Linked DNA regions of Mus musculus: regions 2 and 3 are each linked to region 1. A link is a contact called in public Hi-C and promoter capture Hi-C data. All regions are on one chromosome and are shown on one strand. Each heading gives the region's core, a stretch centred on a gene start, on an enhancer-like site or on the middle of the called end of the contact. The rest is flanking DNA. Distances are from core to core; before and after follow the strand shown.

Evidence for each region. Promoter capture Hi-C pulls out the DNA fragments that hold promoters and counts their contacts. A called contact is a pair of places that touch in the nucleus more often than the background predicts.
Region 2: a contact with region 1 is called in a promoter capture Hi-C map of embryonic stem cells, with 3 times the contacts expected there. The contact joins the promoter of Fam53b here to the promoter of Hmx2 in region 1. A contact is called at or near these places in 7 of 39 promoter capture datasets (3T3-L1-derived adipocytes, the C10 cell line, the HPC-7 cell line and 3 more), 3 of 115 datasets of contacts at active chromatin or transcription factors (astrocytes, embryonic stem cells and large pre-B cells) and 2 of 9 other capture datasets (embryonic stem cells and liver).
Region 3: a Hi-C map of CD8 T cells shows a contact between it and region 1, with 3 times the contacts expected there. The contact joins the enhancer-like site here to the promoter of Hmx2 in region 1. A contact is called at or near these places in 3 of 39 promoter capture datasets (neutrophils, pre-B cells and stem cell-derived epiblast-like cells), 2 of 484 Hi-C or Micro-C datasets (B cells and CD8 T cells), 1 of 115 datasets of contacts at active chromatin or transcription factors (large pre-B cells) and 1 of 9 other capture datasets (embryonic stem cells).

The regions. Positions count from the first base shown.
Region 1 is chr7:131,552,856-131,555,860 of GRCm38.p6, reverse strand. Hmx2 (H6 homeobox 2) reads right to left here and starts at 1,568. Exons shown (of 2, transcript NM_145998.4): 1 at 1,287-1,568; 2 at 1-434. The coding sequence starts at 1,554.
Region 2 is chr7:132,812,287-132,815,291 of GRCm38.p6, reverse strand. It overlaps Fam53b (family with sequence similarity 53, member B), which reads left to right and starts at 1,444. Exons shown (of 5, transcript NM_001381858.1): 1 at 1,444-1,711.
Region 3 is chr7:132,735,235-132,738,239 of GRCm38.p6, reverse strand. The region is part of intron 4 of Fam53b (family with sequence similarity 53, member B); the gene reads left to right. Among named protein-coding and RNA genes, the nearest start is that of Fam53b, 77 kb to the left of the region's middle. Within about 2 kb of position 1,584, at least 220 of the 459 cell types and tissues checked have an H3K27ac peak or open chromatin away from gene starts, as enhancers often do. A contact at or near this core is called in B cells, CD8 T cells, embryonic stem cells and 2 more, where this site is marked.

The sequences.
Region 1 (3,005 bases), core at 319-2,818:
GTCCCGAAACACGAGCGGCATGCCCACGAGAGTCTGCGCCGACGCGTGTGCCATGTTGGCTGCCTCAAGCTCGGCTGAGAGCTGCCGCTTCCACTTGTTGCGGCGATTCTGGAACCAAGTCTTAACCTGGGTCTCGGTGAGCTGCAGGCTGGAGGCGAGGCAAGCGCGCTCCGAGCTGCTCAGGTAGCGTTTCATGTCGAAGGTAGACTCGAGCTGGTACACTTGGCTGCGGGAGAAGACGGTGCGCGTCTTCTTCTTGGCCGCTCCGGTTTGGCGCTCCGCACCGCCGTCCCGTGGCCGCTCCGGGCCCGGAGAAGGCGAGCCCGCCGGCAAAAGCCTCTCCTTCTCTTCCTTAAAGTCCGGGTGAGAAGGAGAAAGGAATGGCGTGCGCTCCGAGGCCGCAGGCCCTGCGCCTCCGCTGCCCTTGGGGGTACCTGAAGAGTGAGCACAAACAGAATGACCATGGAGTTGATGAGCCTTAAAGACTCTCAGCTCTGCCGGGGACAAGGAGGTTGACTGATGCCTGCATCCTTGATTCCCCTATTGCTAACCCTTTCCTTTTCTACTGCGTCCTGCTAGCGCCCAAAGTCCAGAGCCTCGGCCTTTCAAAGCAGCAGAAGAGGGTTCCATATAATCCGAGCTGGAGGGTCTCCTTCCACTCTTATAAAAGTAAACGTGGTACCGGGTCTGGAATGGGGACATTAACACCATTTTTTAAAGGTGATTTTTGCCTTTGAGGACTGAGCTCTACAAGGTAGCATCATTTTACAGGCCGTTTTCTTTGAGAGTCGGGCTAATTTTATTCATAACTCCTTGGCTGTCCTCCGTTAGCTTTTACCTCTCTGAAACTCAGCACTGTCAATCATTTTAGAGTACTAATCACTTCGAGAAGAGGCCGAGAGGAGGGAAAAGACATAGAGCCTGCAGGACTGACAGAACACCCAAACCAGACCTGCAGAACTAAGTCAGGACAGAAAGTACCCGGCGTGCGAAACCATTTTGGCCAGCATTGTGTACCGCCCGCAGAGTTCCTGGCCCACTCTGGTTCACCCTCCTTCCCCTTACCCAGTCTTCCCCTTACCGCCCCAATATTCCTCTACTTCTCCCCAGCGCCGGCCCTTCCGGCCTTTTCGAGAATGCACCATGGGTGCGTAGTCCCCTCCCCTTAGCCTGGACCACTAGCGGCCCGGCTGTGACCCGGGGATGCCCTGCTCCGCGTCTCCGACAATCACACACCGCATCGGCTCACGCTCACTCGGGCCAGACTCCCGACCTGCGATCCTTACCCAGGCAAGGGAAAGGGATGGGGGTATGGTGCTTAGGGCTTGGCTCCTTGGGGCCGTGCGGATCTGGGCAGAAGCAAGCCGGAGCCTTCCAACCTTCCTCCGGCTCCTCCTCCTCCGAGGACACAGACAGGCTGCGTTTCCTGGCTGGCCACCCGGCGGGCTCCCGCGGTGCCTCGGAGGGGCCCCCGCCCAGGATGGACTGGATGGTGAAGCTGGAGACGCCACCGGCCGCCGGACATCCCTTCCCCACATCTTCCTTGCTGCCCATCCTGGGTTCATAAGAAATCGGAGGAAACCAAGAACTCCCTTTAGAGCGGGGCTGGGTGGAAGGTGGTGCGGGCAGGCGGGCGGGGGGAGGGGCGGGAGGGAAAGCAAGGGGAGGGGGCTACGAGGCTGGCGAGGCGTCCCTTCTGCTCCAGGACGCGCAGGCACCGGACCGCTGTGCGCGGGTCCCTGCCGGCCCGGCTCTGGGTGAGCCCGCCCAGCCCCGGTGCCAATGTCCCTTCCTCGTTTGACAACTCCACCGGTCTCCAGCGACGCGGAGGCTGCGCGGCCTCATTTGCATAGAGGTTACCCGGCCGCGGCCAATCGCAGCGCCGCGGAGCGGCCCCGGAATTTTTTAAAAAGCTGGGGCCGAGCACGCAGCACCGGGAAGCTCCGGGAGCAAGCCTAGACGCGCACTCGCATCAGCTCTGTCCAGCCCGTAACATCTGGGGCTGAAGGCAGCTTAGATTGCAGCCTGTGTTCCTGGTCTTTGCCTTGCCTCTCCAGAAACGAGAACAGCGCCCGGGGTCGAGCTGGTGGGGCTCTCTCACATCCAAGATGCACACCATAGGCTGCTGCCACCCTCCCCAGTCCTCAACCCCTTCTAGCCTCTTGGGAACTAACAGCGCTCTACGAGTCTTCTCCCGCTGCGTTGGGGATTGACAGTATGTGGCTCTCCGCTGGGAGACACAGGAGCAAAGAAATTCTACAGCTCTGGACCTGAAGACCCCGCTGACTAAAGGGGGCAGAGGATTTTGGAAACAGAGTAGCCCCCAAATGTCCCGAGGTTCCGGCTCACATTCCAGCAAACGCCATTTGCACTGTGTGAACTTGAACAAGTCTGGTCCCAGTAGAAGCATCCCTGCCCCCTGGCAAACTTCTTAGTGTCGCCTGCCCCCATTCTCTGGTTGTGATGATGTGTCAGCTAGAAACCTATAAACTCTCAGAGTGCAGAATAGTTATTTCCTAATCCTTGACCGAATACCACACAGCTCGCCTTCCCACACTGCAGCTAAACTCATTTACTTTATTTTGCTGGTAAATACTGGCGGTCTCAAAATGGCTACGCTGCTTCTGGAAGGAAACGAAGTAGGTAGGTATGGGGACTTTTTAGAATTGGACAGGATCCTGTTAAATATAGGTAGGGTGTCTTTGGGCAAGATATGTACACTTTCCACGCCTCGTTTTCCCCATCCTAAAATTATTTGAAGTGTTGCTTTCCTTTCAGAGGTCAAGGTACAGCTTTATAAAACCTGACTCTCTCCTTCCTTCTTGTGGCCTCTCCCTAAGCCCTGACTCTTGCTTGTTTAATCCCTAGAGCACCTGTTACCTGATCTAGAGTCATCTCAACAAAGCAAGCAAAGGGATTTGAGGCGACAGTTATCTACACAAGCTTTATGGAAAGGAACGAGACCCAAAGCTTCCAGCCAAACCTGGCTGCACCCTTAAGGTCCC
Region 2 (3,005 bases), core at 195-2,694, 1.3 Mb before region 1:
TCCAGGCTTAGGACCCCTGGCATCTTGATTTTTTTAAGTTGACCTGATGAACTAGTAATTGCAGGGATAAATGGAATGTTTGCCAGCAGGAGTCACTCTAGGCCTCCCAATAAAAAAAGCTAAGTGCATTAAATTCTATTCTTACAGAGCTTGGAGGCTAAGGTGGTAGTGCTGTGATCAGGTGGCTTTTGGGAAGTGACCGTAAGTGTATTATAGTAGCCTCTGCTTTGCCCATGTGCCTGCCTTCTTTTGACAGAACATGTGGTTCTTATTCCTTTAAAAAAAAAAAAAACATAGCCCTTAACATGTTTCTTAAAAGGAAGTAATGTATTATGGATATTAGCATCTTTGTAGTCTGTGTATTAGCACACTTGGCCTTCTTAGAGTGATTTGATTATGTTCGAATCATCTCTCTGAGGTGAACACACATCCTTCCTTCTGATGAGCATCTTCATCTTATGGCAGAGTCTCTGAAATGAGCTGTAGTTAGTGTGAAATATGTTAGCTTATGCCTTTCTGAAAAGAATAGGTCCAGTGTGGTCACAAACTGAAATATTTCAGCAATAGCCATGAAATCTAATAGTTTCCCAAGTGCACACAAACTCAAAAAGTTAATTGTTCATTTATGTTTGATACTAGGATTGCAACATTGGATTAAAACCAATTAAATGTTCCTCGAAGCAACAGAAAAAGTTTCCTGATTTATGAATAGAACCATTCAAACGGTGCAGACACAATCCATGTAAAGTAATGAGGTGTTTTGTTTTTTTGGCAAAGGGGAACGCAAAACAGGCATAGAGTCTTAAAAAAAACTCTTAAAAATCTTTTTGGATAAGGTTAATAACACACATCAGCAGGAAGGAGTGATGGGAAATCTAGGACTTCATTTCACAAGGAACGTTATCCCCTCCCCCCCCAGGTGAGCTGCACAATGAAAATACTCTGCTTATTCTATCAGGGTTACATTCCTGCACTTGAGTCAACATCCTAAGTTACAGAACTAAACATGCCCTGCCTCTGCTTAGCAACCGCAAATCCTTCCTTCCCCAGTTGCATGTATTTTGGATGTGGCATCTGAAGTACAAATTCCTCAAATTCGATTGCACCCAGAGTCAGGAACAGTGCTTTATTATCCTAAAGTGTGACCGCACCAGAGTCCGTGCCACCTCCCTTTGCGGTCTTGTTCGCCACAGATTCTTTTAAACTGCTAAGCCAAACCCGGAAGCTGGCCATCTGAAGCCCACGAGGCCTGAGTTTCAATCCTGACTTGTGCGGTGCTACTTCCCTGAGCCCCGGCATCCAGGCGTGAGAGGTGCGTGGTGCGGGTTCACTGGACACCCGGCCACACTGACGGAGGCGCGCCGTGGACCCCCCCCCCTCTCCCCGCCCACCGGCGGCTGCGCGCACTGCACCTCGTAGCGGCACGCCGGGCGCCCCGGCCGCGACGCCGCCCGCACAGCGCCACCGAGTTCACGCAGCCGCGGTCGAGCTGCCCGGCGGCAGCAGTGGGCATTGGCGGCCTGGCCGAGGTCGGTTAAAGGGACGAGTTGCAAACAGTTCAGGAAGTGACAAGTCGATTTCCTCCTCCCCGGGAGTCGCTCGGTACAAAGCGCTCGGCGCCGGCCGGAGAGCGTGCGCACGGCGGACGCGGGCGTGCAGCCCGGACGACTTGGCGAGCGCTTGCAGTGACGGCCCGCGTCCGGCGCGCACAGTAAGCGACCCGGCCGGGCAACCGCGCCAGGGGGCTGGTCCGGAGTGGGGTCGGTGCGAGCTCCCCGGCGGCGGCGGCGGCGGGGGAAGTTGGGCTCGCGTGCGCTGCGCTCGCTCTTTCCTTCCTTAATGCTGCTGGCTTTCTTTCTCCCTGTCTCCTTGTTATACGGCGGATCCGGTGGTTTCTACCGGCGCCGACTCTTGCTCGCCCTGGTGCAGGCGTGAGACTTGTCAGCGCGCTGGCGGGGGACGAGCAAACCTAGCGCTGCCGAAAAGTCTGCGCTCCGCCGACCCAGCGGACGGCCGCGGAGACGGCTGCGTCCCGAGCAGCCTCCTCCTTTGAGGCTCAACTTGAGCCCTGGCTTGTGGCAGCAGCGAAGGCGCTGAGCCCCGAAGTTCCGCATCGTTTGCAGACAACTCTTTTGTTCACGGAAGTTTACACCCGCCACCCCTGGGATGCGGGCGCGCAGGGACGACTCCAAGGCTACACGACTGACCCGCGCGGTGTCGATGGGGGTGAGAGGGCGCTCTGCCTAGGGAGGGGGAAGCAGGCGGCGTGGCCGAGGCCAGGGCTTGAGGAGTGGGGGGTCGCCTGTGCCGGCGTGGTTTTTGCACATGGCGAAGAGGGCCGTCCGTCACAGGATACTAGCCTAGTCACATTTTTTTTTTTTTCTTTCTGCCAATCCTTGGTTTGCTAGCCGGTGGGAGTCAGGTTGCCAGCTAGGGGTTTCACTTGGTGGAACCGGGACCAAAGAGACTTGGAAACCCAGAATCCGAAGAGGGTGATTTGAGTTGACCCAAGTGTTTTCTCGACCCCCCCTCCCGCCCCCACATACACAAGCTCCTCTTCTACCCTCAGACTAGGGGAACAGTGCTTGCGGGTGAGTGGGACAAGGGCCTGGAATTGCGTGGGCAGGCTTGTTCTGGACCCTCGCCTTTGGACGCCCCCTGATGCTCCTGACCGCCGGGTTCGTTAACACGTACTGTACTTAGTACCATGGCGAACAAAGAAAAGCTCTTTGCAGCATTTGGTGAATGGGATTCTGCCTCCTATAGGCCACACTCTTGAGTTTTCCATACGGTAAAATTGGGACTCTGGTGTTGGGAAAGTGGCCCCCGTCGTGGGTTGCATTCAGGTCCTGGCCCCATTTGTGCTGCCGCTGCCGCCTCTGCCGCCTCGGTACTTGTCTCGCAGGAGTTGGTACAGATGGAGCTAGGCTGGTGGTGGTTCAACAGGAACAAATGTTTGTTGAATTATTGGACGGTGGAGAAAGGGACTGTTTTCTGTTGACTGC
Region 3 (3,005 bases), core at 335-2,834, 1.2 Mb before region 1:
AGCTGGTTGACACAGAAACTGGCCTCGGTGTCTGGTACAGCTGAGCCATACGGAGTCCAGTGCCCATTGCTTCCCAGTGTCCTGCACTCTACACTGAAGAACTTCACTTTCACAGCCATTGGTAAAGGCAAGAGAGTCCAGCAAGCAGAAATCTACTCATTCATTATGCTTTCCTGTCAGATAAGCCTCATCTCTTCAAGGGCTGGGCAAAGGGGGTGTGCTTGATGCATGGTTGCCCTGAGAAATAGTCTGCAAATAGACTGTCTACAAAAGCAGTAGTTTCCCTCCTGGCATGGCTCGCTTGAGCATCCCAAGGAAGCAGTGAGCGGGAGCCCAGTGGGCCAAGGCTGGGACGTGAACCTCATCCCTCTAGCCAGGTATGCACTTGACACCCTTGTTTGTTTGTTTGTTTTTGTTTTTAGATGAGATCCCATGACCTGTCCTGTAGCTCAAGGTGGCCTTGAATTCACTATGTAGCCAAGGCTGGCCTTGAGCCTCTGGTCCTCCTGATTCTGTGGGCATGTGTAACTGTGCATGACTGTTTTGTTTTTTCCTTTCCTCAAAGTGAGGACAATAATAACTTGCCTCATGGGGTTGGTATGAAGACCACAGGAGCCCAAGGGTCAACTACCACATCTGCTCGTTGGACAGGAGTGGCTGTTGTCACCATTTTCATCACAGTTCCATGATGCTTCATTGCCTTCCTCTGCATAGAGAGTCCCTGGAGCCTCTGAAGGCTCAGGCCTGGGCAGAACTCAGGATGGCAAATGCCCACCTTCTCAGGTGCCCTAGTGACCTGGGCTGTCCACTCACTAAGGCTTCTTCATCTTTGGCCTCCTCCAACTGATTAAAAAGTCCTTCCTGTAGGAAAAGACCTGTCTTCTTAGCACTTACCCTGAGAGTAAAGCAGAGCCCACAGTATGGTGAAATCAACCAATACTTAAATTATACTACTAAGAATAAAATATTATGGTTCCATTAGGGAGAAAAGTTATCTGGTAGACAATTATGTCTTCTGTGCCTGCCGCCCATTCATCTTGCTATAACTTTAACTGCTGATGCTATAAATATCTTAGGAGGTTACTGGAGATCTGAGGGCATGGAGAAAGGAGCTAGCCTGGGACTGAGAGAGCAAGGGCTCCTGCCTAACTCTGCCATTCTTTAGCTGCAGGATTCTGAACATATTATTAATCTAGGCCTCAGTTTTCCTATTTACAAAATGGGAATGAGAGTACTTGCCTTCTAGAGGAGTGCATGGCATAGCTCCAGAGACCTACATGCATTTGATAGGCATCAGCTAAAGGAATGAAAGCCATACTTCCCACTGTATCCCAAAGACCAGAGACGGCATCACTCCGAGTTCTAAGGAGATCATGCTCAGCTCACACATAACTGCCAACTAACACATGGGTATTGTTCATGGCAGGCAGGCATCCTGCAGTTGCATGAAGGCCAACTGTGGACTATACCCTGGGGGAAAGTCTGCCGGCTGAAGCAGTTGCTAACTGTTATGGTGTCAGGTGGGTCAGAACGGCGCTCATGCCTGGCCGCGAGCCTCACGGGAATCTCTCCACCCATCCCCATCTTGCTTATTCACATGGGGCGGAGCGGGACCAAGCAGGCACAAGCACAGCCTCCCGTGAGACTGTAGGAAAGTGTTGCTTTTCTTAGGATAGATATGAGGTAGGAAGAAAGTGCAGGAGGGCCCAACTGGAGCCCATCAGCCTCCAGGCTCAAAGAGGTAGGCGTGTCATTTGTCAGTGTATACCTGAGGCCCAGAGAGGTGAGGCTCTTTTCTCAAGATCTCTGTGAGCTAGATGGTGCCTGGGCAGCAACCAGGCCTGCCTTCTTCCTGGCGCTCTCCCAGCTGGTTCTCTGCCACTCTGCAAATCGAGAACACACTCTCATACTCATCTCTCCCCCTGGTTCCATCCTGTCTCCTCTGCCTGAGTGACTTGTCACGGCTTTCCCCTGGCTTCCAGTGACTAGGCACATTCCTCAGGCCCGGGCGGTGCTTTCTCTTCCCAGGCCGGCAACTTCCCACACTTGCTAATCCCACCCAGGCTGTAAGTGGCTGAGGAGCCCTAGCACACAGAGCAAGTGAGCTGGGCCTAGTTCTCGATTGAGTCTTAGGGCCTTTGACACGGTCCCAAACCTCTCTGAACCTGAGTGCCAGTCAACAAAGCAAAGCAGAGATCTCTCAGGCTTGTGGCCACTGCGAGAGTGCAGCCTCAGGCTCTCCTAGTGTCCTTTCAGCAGACCCCTCCTTCCCAGTTCTCCCTATAGTCCTACCAGGATGACTGAGCAGAGGCCATTGTTTCTGTCAATAAGGGAGACCAGCTCTGAGGGAAAGGAGATGGCTGTATGGCAGATCCAGGCCAAGACACAGCAGGTCGAATCTGACTTTCCCTACCTCCGCCCCCCACCCCCCACCCCCCGCCTTTGTCCTCCATGGAAGTCCCAGGCTCATGGGTGCTGGGGACTTGAGTGTGGAGACAGCTACTGCCCATCTGCCTTTATCCATCTTAGAGGCTTGCCTTTGGCTATGCCCCTGCTGTGTTCCCCTGTTCAAGAGTTTCAGACAGATGTTCCTAGAGCTTCTGAGACCGTGTCTTTGTTTCCTCAGCAAGCTGAGGTGTCCCAGTGCGACTCGAAAGGGGGCTCTTAGGTGGAGGGGGTGTGCCATTTTGTCCTGCAGAGGCAAACAGGTTTTCAGCATCCCGGGGAGACCTGAGACTAGAGAACTGTGGGGTGGGGGTGGGGGTGGGGGTGGCCAGGCCTCAGCCTGCTGCTGCCATAGGGCGTGTTCCAAGGGCATTTCCTGTCGATGCTTTCCTCACCCGCACCCACTTCCTCTCCCCTTTTTGTCTCTCCTCTGGGCCCCCTGCTGGCTGCTAGCTGGGCGTGCTGTCTTGATGTTCTAGGCTGGCTCTAGGATTGGCCCTATGTGGTGCTGCCAGCAAAGCTCCTACTGAGTGTCTCTCTAGTGACACCTGGTGATGTTA